Linked DNA regions of Mus musculus: regions 2 and 3 are each linked to region 1. The links are chromatin contacts, called in public Hi-C and HiChIP or PLAC-seq maps. All regions are on one chromosome and are shown on one strand. The core of a region is the stretch at or near the end of the contact, and the rest is flanking DNA. Distances in the headings are between cores, read along the strand shown. Region 1 overlaps 2310039L15Rik (RIKEN cDNA 2310039L15 gene). Region 2 overlaps Cradd (CASP2 and RIPK1 domain containing adaptor with death domain). Region 3 overlaps Cradd (CASP2 and RIPK1 domain containing adaptor with death domain).

Evidence for each region. A called contact is a pair of places that touch in the nucleus more often than the background predicts. HiChIP or PLAC-seq counts read pairs in DNA pulled down with a chosen protein or histone mark.
Region 2: an H3K27ac HiChIP or PLAC-seq map of embryonic stem cells shows a contact between it and region 1, with 10 read pairs. The contact joins two enhancer-like sites. A contact is called at or near these places in 2 of 484 Hi-C or Micro-C datasets (bone marrow-derived macrophages and embryonic stem cells) and 1 of 115 datasets of contacts at active chromatin or transcription factors (embryonic stem cells).
Region 3: a Hi-C map of embryonic stem cells shows a contact between it and region 1, with 2.8 times the contacts expected there. The contact joins two enhancer-like sites. A contact is called at or near these places in 8 of 484 Hi-C or Micro-C datasets (the N1E-115 cell line, bone marrow-derived macrophages, embryonic stem cells and 1 more) and 1 of 9 other capture datasets (embryonic stem cells).

The regions. Positions count from the first base shown.
Region 1 is chr10:95,351,884-95,355,704 of GRCm38.p6, forward strand. The region is part of intron 1 of 2310039L15Rik (RIKEN cDNA 2310039L15 gene); the gene reads left to right. Among named protein-coding and RNA genes, the nearest start is that of 2310039L15Rik, 18 kb to the left of the region's middle. Within about 2 kb of position 2,353, at least 17 of the 459 cell types and tissues checked have an H3K27ac peak or open chromatin away from gene starts, as enhancers often do. A contact at or near this core is called in embryonic stem cells, where this site is marked.
Region 2 is chr10:95,216,724-95,220,302 of GRCm38.p6, forward strand. The region is part of intron 2 of Cradd (CASP2 and RIPK1 domain containing adaptor with death domain); the gene reads right to left. Among named protein-coding and RNA genes, the nearest start is that of Gm29684, 73 kb to the left of the region's middle. Within about 2 kb of position 2,143, at least 52 of the 459 cell types and tissues checked have an H3K27ac peak or open chromatin away from gene starts, as enhancers often do. A contact at or near this core is called in embryonic stem cells, where this site is marked.
Region 3 is chr10:95,174,245-95,178,298 of GRCm38.p6, forward strand. Cradd (CASP2 and RIPK1 domain containing adaptor with death domain) reads right to left here. Exons shown (of 3, transcript NM_001330138.1): 3 at 495-1,734. The coding sequence ends at 1,433. Among named protein-coding and RNA genes, the nearest start is that of Gm29684, 30 kb to the left of the region's middle. Within about 2 kb of position 1,612, at least 26 of the 459 cell types and tissues checked have an H3K27ac peak or open chromatin away from gene starts, as enhancers often do. A contact at or near this core is called in embryonic stem cells, where this site is marked.

The sequences.
Region 1 (3,821 bases), core at 1,103-3,602:
AGAACCACCCCCTGCAAGCTGCATCCCCGTTACCTATTGGATCATTGATCGAGTCTTACCTGTGGCTTGTGATAAGACAGAAAAACAAATTCCATGCAAGCCCTTAAGAATGAAATCTTATTGGCTTCGGACAACCAAATCTAGTCTCACGGCTCAGAGGTTACAGAGGTACCCATTACACAGACTTGTTCCGGGGACAGGGCGAATCTTGCTCAGGACTTCTGGATAAGACCCCAGCAAGTATTTCGGGGATTGGCATCTGGAAGGGAACTTTTAGAAATGAACAGCCACTCAGGGACTCTGGAAAGCACTTAAATTTCTGGTTTTCAGGAATCTTTATCCTGGGGCCTCGTTCTTGGCCGCTGATAAGAGTCTTTTCTGGACCATACAAGAGAGACATGTTGATCACCTGCCAGGCTAGAGGGTATTAGGAGGGTCAAGAGAACCCCACCAGAGGTAGTCAATTCAATCTTAGACCAATAGTTCAAAGGCCAAGAAAAGTTGGGTTTCTTGGGCCAGATCCGTTTCCCTCCTTTTCTCCGACTAAATACGAAAGCAGACAAAGAGGAAGAAAAGGAAAGGATGACTTTTTGCTGGTCTGGTTCTCCTGCTTTTCGTGAAGGCCTTCCCCCAAGGCTGACAGACGCACATCTCTAGGTAGCTGGTGTCCGTGGTGCGCCTGGTAGAAGGCATCAAAGTCGAACAGAATGCCATGGTCTCAAGGAGAGCCACCCTGAGCCTGAGGCATATAAGGAGGAGGGCAGGGGCAGATTAGGATAGACCACAGGCATCTTAGAGAGCCTGACACCGGGTCCGCGCAGACCTCGGTCATACTTGCTACGGACGGAGGATGGTTCTGCCCAGAATTGATAAGCGTCGGGTATGAGAGTGGAGGGGACACCCCAGCAGCTCATAGAGGGCGGTGCGGGAGTAAGTTCTCACTCGCCAGGACAAGCTCGCGGCCGAACTTTGAGGTAACCCCCAACCTGCCACAATTTCCTTAGCGGTGACAGCGGTCACCAGGTTGTGCGAGGCCAAATTACTTAAGGAAGGAAAAAAAAAAAAAAAAAGAAGGGTATAACACTAGAATTACCTCAGCCCTCAAGAGGCCCTCAGGCAAACGTCATCACAGTGATGGCACAAGGTGAAGAAAAAAAAATCACACGGCAAGACAGAAAGCCAGAGGAAGGGGCTTCTGCTTAGGAGGATCTTCTCTGGTTACCGCTCCCAGCCTACATCCTCTTGGGGAACACACTGCAACCATATCCAAACCTTAGGAGTCATTTTGAACATCTATGATCTTTGCAGGTGAAAAACTGTTGCTTTTCAAAGGAAGCATATTTAGATTGTGTTAAGAGTATGGCACAAAGATTTAACCCTAAGTATGAGCCGCCGTTCTCTGAAGGTGTACAGAGCTGAGTCCTGAAATCAGCCAGGAATACTTCACCGCTGAGGGGAAGGTACCACTTCCGGCAGGCAGAAAGGGATACATACACAAAACAAGCACACTTGGGGGGGGGGGGGGACAGGCTTCTGTTTTGTTTGTCATACATGGTACTTTCCTGCACCACCATGCAAACAACCAAAGGGTATTGCAAATCGCTCCACCATGGCTCAACTTCATGGTGGGATAAAAGGGACACATTCAATGGGAAGTGTGCTACCTTTTTCAAAATTTGTTCTTTTTTTCAAAATTTGTTCTTTTCCTTGGCCAGCAATGTGGGGTATAAAAGCATCCTGGGGTCTCTTGGTGACAGGAAAGCATGCTATCACAGAAGTCAGCAACCAGTACTCCAGAATTTTGTGTTACCAAACTATGATGTTCCGTAGTAGGTTTGGGGGTATTAATTTATCCAGACCCATTAAGAGATATATACTACCTACTTCCACGATCCATTTGCCTTACTTCAGTCACATAGCTCTTCATCGATGCAAAAAACGACTAGGAGGGGCTGGTGAGGTGGCTCAGTGGTTAAGAGTATGGACTGATCTTGCAGAAGACCCGAGTTCAATTCCCAGCACCCGCACCAGATGGCTCCCAACCATCTGGGTCTCCAGCTCTAGGGAGATACTCTATCTCTGGCCTCAGAAGGCACCTGCACTCACGTGCACGTGGAGACACACTTAATATAAAAATAAGATCTCTTTTTTTTAAATGACTAGAAAATCATTTTAAAAGTACTTCTCTTAGCTTTCGAGATCACAAGATAATTACATCATATACCAATAGTCCTCCTTCCCAAATGCATGCATTTGTCTGATGGTTTCAGGGCTGGTCCTGGACAAGCAGTCAGCGCGCTCCTCCCTGGAGAAGGCTCTCTCTCTGCCTCTCGGCTCTCTCTGCTCTCCTCCCTTGTCTGTAGCTCTTTGTGTAGCGATGAGGCTTTCCCTGTCTACATTAGCATTTCCATTGCTGTCCTTGTTTCAGTTCTGGTTAAAATCCCGTAGGTGAGTCTCTGTGGGTGTAGTGTCTACCTAAGGCCAGGAAACCTTAGCTTCCTTGTGTGCACACATGAGTAAGAACTAAAGCCTGAACTCCAGAAGGAACTGTTGTTAGGAGAAGAAATTCATGAGACTTGGTTAGTGGGATCCGGTGGCTTTGCTATCTCGTGGACATTTCTAGTCTTTAGAACCCCTAAAAGAGACTAGGAAGTGAATTTTTTAAAAAAGGTTTCATAGCATTTTCATAATCTCATTTAATTCTTACATTACTCCCATGAGGCTTCTCTTAATACTTTTATTCTCATTTGTCCAAGTCCCCAGGCAGCAAGAGGAGTCACGGCTGGAATGGTACCTTCCAGATTCCAAAACTGGCTTCTCTTTCCACACCATTATATTCAGTAACCTCTGTGAGGGAGATTAAAGTCCTGACCCCTGGTGTGTGTGGTTTGATTTGATTGATTGCTTTCTGGAATAAGAGAGAAGAACACTGTGAAACCAGCAGTTCTTAGAAAGAACTCCAGAGGAGGGGGAGGGGAGAGGAGGGGAGGGCTGAGAGGGAGGAGAAAGGAGGGGATGGGGAGGGGAATGAGGGAAGGGAGGGGAGAGAAAGGTAAGGAAGGGAGAGGAAGACAGGAGGGAAGGGAAGGGGAGGGAGGGAAGGGAAGGGAGGGGAAGAGAAAGGGGAGGGATGAAAGGGAGGGAAGGGTGGGAAATAGGAGGGAGGGGAGGGAGGGAAGGGAGAAGAAGGGATGAAAGGGGGGAGGGGAGGAAAGGGAAGGGAAGGGAGGGAGGGGAAGGAGAGGGGAGGGGAGGGAAGGAAAGGGGAGGGGAGGGAGGGGAAGGATAGGGGAGGGGAGGGGAGGGGAGGGGAGGGGAGGGGAGGGGAGGAGGAGCGAAGGAACATCCAAGTACACCTAACATTTCTTCTTCCTTTGGCTTTTGCTGACCTTGTAGTTGGGATTAAGAAAATCTGGGCCCGGCATGGTCACTCAGCTCCTGTAATCCCAGGGTTTGGGAAGAGAAAGTAGGACTAGCATCTCAAGGACAACCTGGGCTACATAGGGAGTTTGAGACTAGCTTGAGCTATATGAGATCCTGCCTCAAAACAGCAACAAAAAGCTGGGGTGGTGGTACACACCTGTAATCCTGGAATTTGGGGAGTAGAGGTAGGTTAATCAGGAATTTGAGGGCAACCTTGACTACTTAGAGTTGCAGGTTATCTTAGTTATGAAAACTCAGCAGAGAGAGAGAAAGAGAGAGAGAGAGAGAGAGAGAGAGAGAGAGAGAGAGAGAGAGAGAGAGCCAAGGAAAGCCAGAGTGGGAACCCCTCTGTGTGGACCTGCATTTTGTGTGTGACATTGGGCCACGTCTGATACAAA
Region 2 (3,579 bases), core at 893-3,392, 140 kb before region 1:
TACTTTCCTCTCTCTTTCTATTTTGAAATAACATAATATTAATTTTTATTATTAATATAAAATAACAATAGAATTACAAGAAAATACTATAGTCTAATAAATGTATTCATTGAATATCACCTCACATACTTATAGTTTTGTGGTGTTAACATTTGAAGTCTGTTCTCTGAAGTTTTAAAATAAATGTTGCATTGTTAACTATTAAACACCATGCTGTGTCCTCTTGTCTCTCAGAAACTTTGTATCGTTGGACCAGTATCTTCCCAGCATAGCCCTCTTCCTGGCCCCCAGTATCCACCATTCTACTCTGGCTTCTATGATCTCTATTTCACATATTAGCGGAATCATGAGACAGTCATCTTTCTGTGCCTGGCTTACATCTCTTAACAATGTGTGTATGTGCATCCTTTATCCATTCATCTGACAGTCTCTAAAGTCAGTTTCATCTCTTGGCTATTCAGAATGACACTGTGAATGCAGACATCTGCTCAACCCACCTATTTCATTTCCCAATAGTGGGGCCACATTGTTTTAGTTTTCGGAGGATTTCCATATTAGTTTCCATAACGACGAAAATCTATTCATATAACATTGTATTTTATAAGTCCTCTCCAAAAAGTTCCTATGGTAGCTGGGATCCCCATGTTTGAATAAAGACAGAGATGGGGGAGGAGGAGGAGGAGGAGGAGGAGGAGGAGGAAGTGGCGGAAGAGGAAAGCTATGATCAGTTATTTGTAGGACTAGTGAGGGTGTGTGCATGAATGTACATAGAATGTATTCAATGCTTTTTATTTGAGGAGCTGCTGATAATAATTACTGTTAATTGACCTCTTTCCATTCAGGATATCATTCTTATCATAAGAAATTCACTTCTAGCCAAAATTTGGAACCTAAGAGCCAATATGGTCAGGGTAAAGTTAAAGATAGTGACTAAGCCTGACAAACCACATTGCTTTTTCAAACTTCAAGTACTTTGATTTTTTTCTGGCACAAGTATCTCTTGACTAAAAGACAGTTGGTGAACTAAACCACAGATTTCATTTTTCTGAATAACTAGAAAAAGAATGGGTGAAGCCCTCACTATTTCCAAAGAAGCAGAGACTCGAAGTCAGGATATGGTAGCATGAAATTCCAGATGAGCCAAAGTGAACCCCCACACAGTATTTAGGCCACGCCTGGCGGAGCTGTACTTCGAGCTGACCTCTTTGCTTCTGGGAGATGAGGAGGAGACAGGAGTGCCATTGGTTCCTGGGAGGGATCCTGCGCACTGTCTAACCAGAGGAGCTCTACAGGAGCCGCAGTCGTAAAGTGTTCCTCAAATGGGCTACAACTCTGTGGCCTTGGGTCAGCTTCCACAACATCCTTCGCTCGGGCAGCATCCATCTCCAGCTGCTTATGACTCTTCAAAGAAAACTCCAGTAGAGGGCAGAGCCACAGAGCGGTGGGGGAGACAGGAAGCGGCGCAGGCTCAGGCTCAGGGTGTTCCTTCCAAACAGTTCCGACTACTTTTATTTACTGTAAGATCTCTACTTAGAAAGCCCCACACGGGATTTGTGAAAGAGATAACAATAACAACAACAACGACGACGACAACGACAATATAATAACTTGGACTATCTTGGCTTTGTCTTTCTACAGTATTATTTTCTATAAACATCTCTCCTACAAAATTCCTTCCTGTCTAGAATGCTGAAGATACAGAGTTTTAGCCAAGTTCACCGAGGCATCTGACATAATGTGGGCAATCCAATGCTGTTTTCCAGCTGGGAGCTAGCAAGGACACGAGGTAATCCACGGAGCTCCTCTGACCAGCTCAGGCTGGCCTCTCAGTCTCCCTCCTCCCTCCCACCGACCTCCATCCTTATCCCTAGGAACTGGTGGTATACTTTAAAGTTTAAAACCTTTTTTTTTTAAAGTAAAATGTGTACTTGATATTTTAATTTTGGCTGTGTGCCTTAGTCATTTTCTATAATTTCCCAAGCCAATCAGTTCTTTCTGTCTCAAATTACCAACAAGTAACCGGCCTCACCCATTTTCCAATTCTTTCTGACTAGCGTAGGGCCTGCTGTATCGAGGCTGCGCACACTCAGTGAGTCTGGGGAAAGCAGTGCTGGCCTTGGCCTGAGCAGGCACCTCGCACTTTCTAGCTGACTCTAGTGACAAGCCAGCGACTCTGAAAACAAATGACCACGCCAGGCATTGCTCAGCTTCGGCTTGGAGGGAACACGCAGCTTCCTGGAAAAGTACTGAGGCACTTCTGGGAAGAAAGGACACTCTCTGTTGACACAGGGATTGGACAACAGGGGCTGGGTAGAAAAATAAAAAGGAATGGCCACCGTGGTCTCTGACATACAAGGAAGCCACAGAAGGAAGGAGTGGAGAGCCGTGGCCTCCGCTGTGAAGGGAGGCTGCAGGAAAGCGAGTCTTCAGTCTCATGGGGTCAATGACAAGGCCCAGTTCCCATGGTTCTCAGTGTCCTCACATGTCCTGCCTCCTCTGACTCCACACACGATGCTGAGAGTAAAACAATGTCCTTATTTTCTCAGGTTGCCGTCAGTGTGACGAGACACAGTGAGGAGGAAAGGCCCGTTTCACCTTTCGGTTCTCAGGATACTTTCATCACTGAGGGAAGCCAGGGCAGGGACTCTAGGTAGGAACCTAGAGGCAGGAACTGAAGCAGAGGTCAGAAAGGAATCCGGCTTACTGGCTTGCCCAGGACCACCTGCCCAGGGGTGTCACCACCCATAGTCACCTGGGCCCTCCCACATCAACCATTAATCAAGAAAATGACCCACGGACTTTCCCACAGGTTAATCTGATAGAGGCATTTTCTCTTTCTTTCTTTCTTTCTTTCTTTCTTTCTTTCTTCTTCTTCTTTTTTTTTTTTTTTTTTTTTTGGGTTTCTCGAGACAGGGTTTCTCGAGACAGGGTTTCTCTGTATAGCCCTGGCTGTCCTGGAACTCACTTTGTAGACCAGGCTGGCCTTAAACTCAGAAATCCTCCTGCCTTTGCCTCCCGAGTGCTGGGATTAAAGGTGTGCGCCACCATGCGCGGCTGGAGGCATTTTCTTAATCTGGGTTTCCCTTCCCAGATAACTCTGGCTTGCAATGAGTGACCAATATAAATCAAAACAAAACAACAACAACAACAACAAGTCCACCGTGGACGGTGAGAACTCTGGTTTCAGACAAGTCATGTGACTGCAGTGAGCAACTTGAGCCCAGAAAGCCTTATCTCTTTGAGATCTAGCCCGCCAGTCAAGGAACCAATAAGCTGAGGAAAATAGAGATCACATAGTGGGCCATTTATAGCTAGGGGCGACTCACATTCAGGACCTGCTGGAGTGGACACAGTTTTTATTTTCAATTTGATGTTAAAGAAAATGAAAATCAGATAACAGAGTCATCTTAGTTACTTGCAGGACTAGCAGAGCACATCCCACTTATACTTGTGAGATGTAGCCTCATTACTCCTAACAACGCTAAGCTTAACAAATACACATTTTAAAACTCCTTCTCATGGAGAAAGCACCCAGAATAATTTGCCAATTGAAAATAACTTTCAAAGGTGTCTGGGCAT
Region 3 (4,054 bases), core at 362-2,861, 180 kb before region 1:
AGGGACAAAACTCAGAATGCAGACATGCTAAGCTTTGTGAGGATGCAAGGTGCACAGTGCAGGCAGTGAACAATAGTTTGCTCGGATTGGTTCTGGGTGGGGTGGGGTTATGGGTGTGTCAAGCAAGAACTGCAATGCCAGCGAACTTCTTGATGGGGAAAGCAGTTGGTAGACTTAGAAGCTGAGTGCCTTCAATCTCTTTAAAGGTGCTGCCAAAACGATAGCTCTTGCAAGTGTGCTCTAAGAGCAAAGGATGTTGTAAAGGCCTTTGGCATTGGAACAAGTGCTATGTGTTAAGGCAAGGAAGCCAAGTGTTAAAGAGCCTTACAGGGCAATCCTGCTCCAGCTGCAGAAGGGATGTGCGGGCGGGCTTAACTAAGAAACTGACGGCAGAGCAGAGCAAAGCTGACTGACTGCGGGGAGTACAAGGAGACTCTTGCTTCTCCTCATCTTATCTATTGTTAGGTTTTTGAAAGGACACAATGGACACGCACTTTATTTGCACTGAGAGAATTTAATAGAAGTTACACATTTTAAAATGTTGAAAGAAGCAGTCATGTACAGGTGATCCTCCTGCTTCAGTCTCTTAGATGGGATGACAAACACGTACACCTGTCTGGCTAACACTATGTGCAGTTAATGAAAGGCTGGACAACCCATGACGCCCCTCGGGAACTCACCGCCTTCAGCCATTCAGGCCTCAAGAGAAACACTGAGCCCTCTTGTCTCTGATCCAATGCCTTTAACAAATGGACAGAGACTCCTCATACAATTTGTTAAGATGAAGGTCTTCCGTTCTCTCCCTGGCCTCTGCAGGGAGCTTCGGTGTCTCATGCTTAATCTATACATCCTGCCTGAGTTATTTATCTCCGTCGTCACATGACTGCTATCAATCTTGCTCCACTCCCATATTTTTACACCCTCCGTCTATGCAACAGAAGAGTGGTGTGTGTGTGTGTATGTGTGTGTGTGTGTGTGTGTGTGTGTGTGATATAATACTCTCTCATTGAAAGAGGCACATTCTATATCACAATTTGCTTTTTTATTATCATCACCATTATGAAGAGCTAAATGCACAATCCAGTCTCCAGGCAACACAAGTGTAGCTGCCTTGTATGCAGGACACCTGCATTCGATGCTGTAGCATGATTTTTTGGGGGGTTGGGTAGGGTGGGTGTTGTGTTTTTTCTGGCCTCCTGTTAAAGGCCAGCCACAAAGTTCCAAACCATAGTTACAACAGCGCAGTCTTCAAGCAATTAAAGCCAATCGATGGTTGAGTGAGTGGTGGACGATCTCTTTCCGTAAACAGATCACTGAAAAGCCCAGAACAAAGCCACCTGCTGAGAAAAGTCCGGTTCAGCCAGTGTGACTTGGGAACCCACGCCCCACCACCCCCACAGCAAGTGGGGGGGGGGCGCGGGGGGGGGTCAGGTCACTCCAGCATGTGCTGGAGCAGGGAGGGATCAGCCTCCACTGCCTGGAGGCCCTTGTGTAAGCTTAGGAAGGTGGCCTGCTTCCCAAAACGCTGGCGCCAGCGGACAAAGGCCTCCACCACCTGCGAATGCACGTTGTGGGGATGGTTGGCCTTGCAGCGGTAGATGTCGGTCTGGGACAGTCCCAGAGACAGGACCACGGGCTCCCACTCCGGGCCTAGCCTCTGAGCCAGCTGGTTAATCTGCTGGTCTGATGGCGAGCTGCTGAGGATGTGTGAGGGGATTCCGGCCATCCAGTCACCTGAGGAGGAAAAGAACAGGAAATTGAATAAAGCAAGCACCTCATATAGGGAAGACTTGAGAATGGGGCGGGGCAGATAGGCGACTATTTCCGGTCTTTTTGTACTGCTCAGTTTCGTGGGCTGAACCGTGCGTGCCGCTGAAACCGCCCCCCCCTTCAGTTTTTTTTTTTTAATTAAATGTTTTCTTCATTTACATTTCAAATGCTATCCCCTTTCCTAGTTTCCTCTCCGAAAATCCCCTATCCCCTACTCCCTACCCCTGCTCCCCAACCCACCCACTCCTGCTTCCTGGCCCTGGCATTCCTCTATACTGGGGCATAGAATCTTCACAAGACCAAGGGCCTCTCCTCCCTTTGATGACCAACTAGGCCATCCGCTTAGCATCTCTTAAAAGTGTTCACTGCAGAAGATCTAAGAAGAAAAATCCATGGATAGTTGCTTAATTCTGCCTCCTTGTGTATATAGACAGACAAACATGTATCATGCTCACGGACACACTATTTTGTCACAAGGTTTTTTTTGTTTTTGTTTTTTAAACTCCTGTCTCTTTTTGTCAGAAATCTTATCAAGAGCTCTGGCTGAAAACCACTCCCCTCAATACCAGCCTGGGGGCCAGCAGTGTGCTGCTCCAAGCTGTGAGTGCTGCTCCCCTTGAAGGGTCGTGGGGAGGGGCTCGAGGCCAAACTGACAGCTTCTCTCTCCTGGCAGCCTCAATATAAAACATCGCCCAGAATAGAAGGTACAGAAGCAGGAAGCCAGAGCATCCCCTCTCCCTGAGGAAAAAAACAAGCCATAGAGGCAAGATGTGATGGGAGAAGAGACTAGAAGCCATTCGAGCTGTCTCACCATCCCAGCCAAGCCTACAGCGTAGGAGTAGGTGCTGGGGAGAGCTTGACCTTACACTTGCTAAACAGGATTCTGAAGAGTGCCAGTGTGTGTGTGGCTGTAACTGTGCCACTGTACAGACACTGACATTCTACGGGGGGCGGGGAGGGGGACCTCTAACTGGATGTGAGCCATGGAGCGAAGAAGCTAAAGCTAGCTCCTGAAAAGAGAATGCTGGGTAAAGAGGGTGGTCCAGCCCCTCCTAAGGGAACCGCATATGCAAAGGTGGAGGAACTGGAGTGTGCCAGAGACAGAGGCCAAGGGAAGTTTGAGAGGGACTCTAAGCATCCAAGATGACCGCAGCGGTGCTAAGGGTGAGGCGCGGTCATATGTGCCACAGCATCTGTATGACACTTGCTGGCCAGCTGCATCACAGTTTACTTAGCGTACTCCACAGTCACCAGCCCCTGCTTCATTTTCCGATTCAACGAGAAGATAAAAGACCCTGCAAGAAGAGCTGTGGGTCCCACAGCCCTTGTCTCCGACTCCAGAACCGTCAGCTGCCAAGACTCTAGAGCAGTGTCGAAGACCATTTCAGTATTTGTCAGTTCTGCAACTTAAAAAGGACCATGAGGCAATCTGAATAATGAAGATGTTACTGCTGTCCAATAAATCAACAGCAACGATTTTATGAAATCAAGTCGTCCACTGTTCCACCTGGACCCCTCCTTACACGCTGTGCAGGAAGGTGGCTAAATCTCAATGACATTCAAAGTGGCAGAAGAGCTTTCCTCCACCGCCTGCTTTTAGTTACATTGGAAGATGACCTGACTGCCCTCCCAACCTGCAGTTAAATATGTAATACAATACCAAGGAAAAATATTATAAACACTTGAAGGGAAACCCTCTGACTGTGACACTCTGGAACACACACTGTGCCCCTCTCCCCCTGCCCCTCACAATGCTTGATTTCTGTTGCTTTTGTAGGGTGCCTCATATCTTCCTGATTCTCAAGTGATAGTCTGCATCCCCTGCCCCACCCTTTTGTGTTCCTGCGTCTGTAGTTTTGATGTGTGACAAGTGGTCAGTTTTATCACATGTTGTAGGATTTTCCCTGTCCAATCACATTAGGGCAGTGGGAGGCCTGTGATTGTACAGGGAAAAGGGAGGCTGAGCTAAGAGTTGTAGAGACAGGGAGCATCTCAGAGTAGGAGAAGGAAGATGGCTGTGGACGTGAACCCGCATGGCGTTTTCCAGCCACAGGTAGCTATGATTTCACAATACTAGGATAAAGCTTTTATCATTATCAATTGGCTCTAAAATTATTGTATTGGCATCTTGTAAATTGTGATATTATTGATACATAAATCTGATTGGCTAATTAAGCATTAAGAGTCTTTTTTTTTCTTTTGGTTTTTCGAGACAGGGTTTCTCTGTATAGCCCTGGCTGTCCTGGAACTCACTTTGTAGACCAGGCTGGCCTCAAACTCAGAA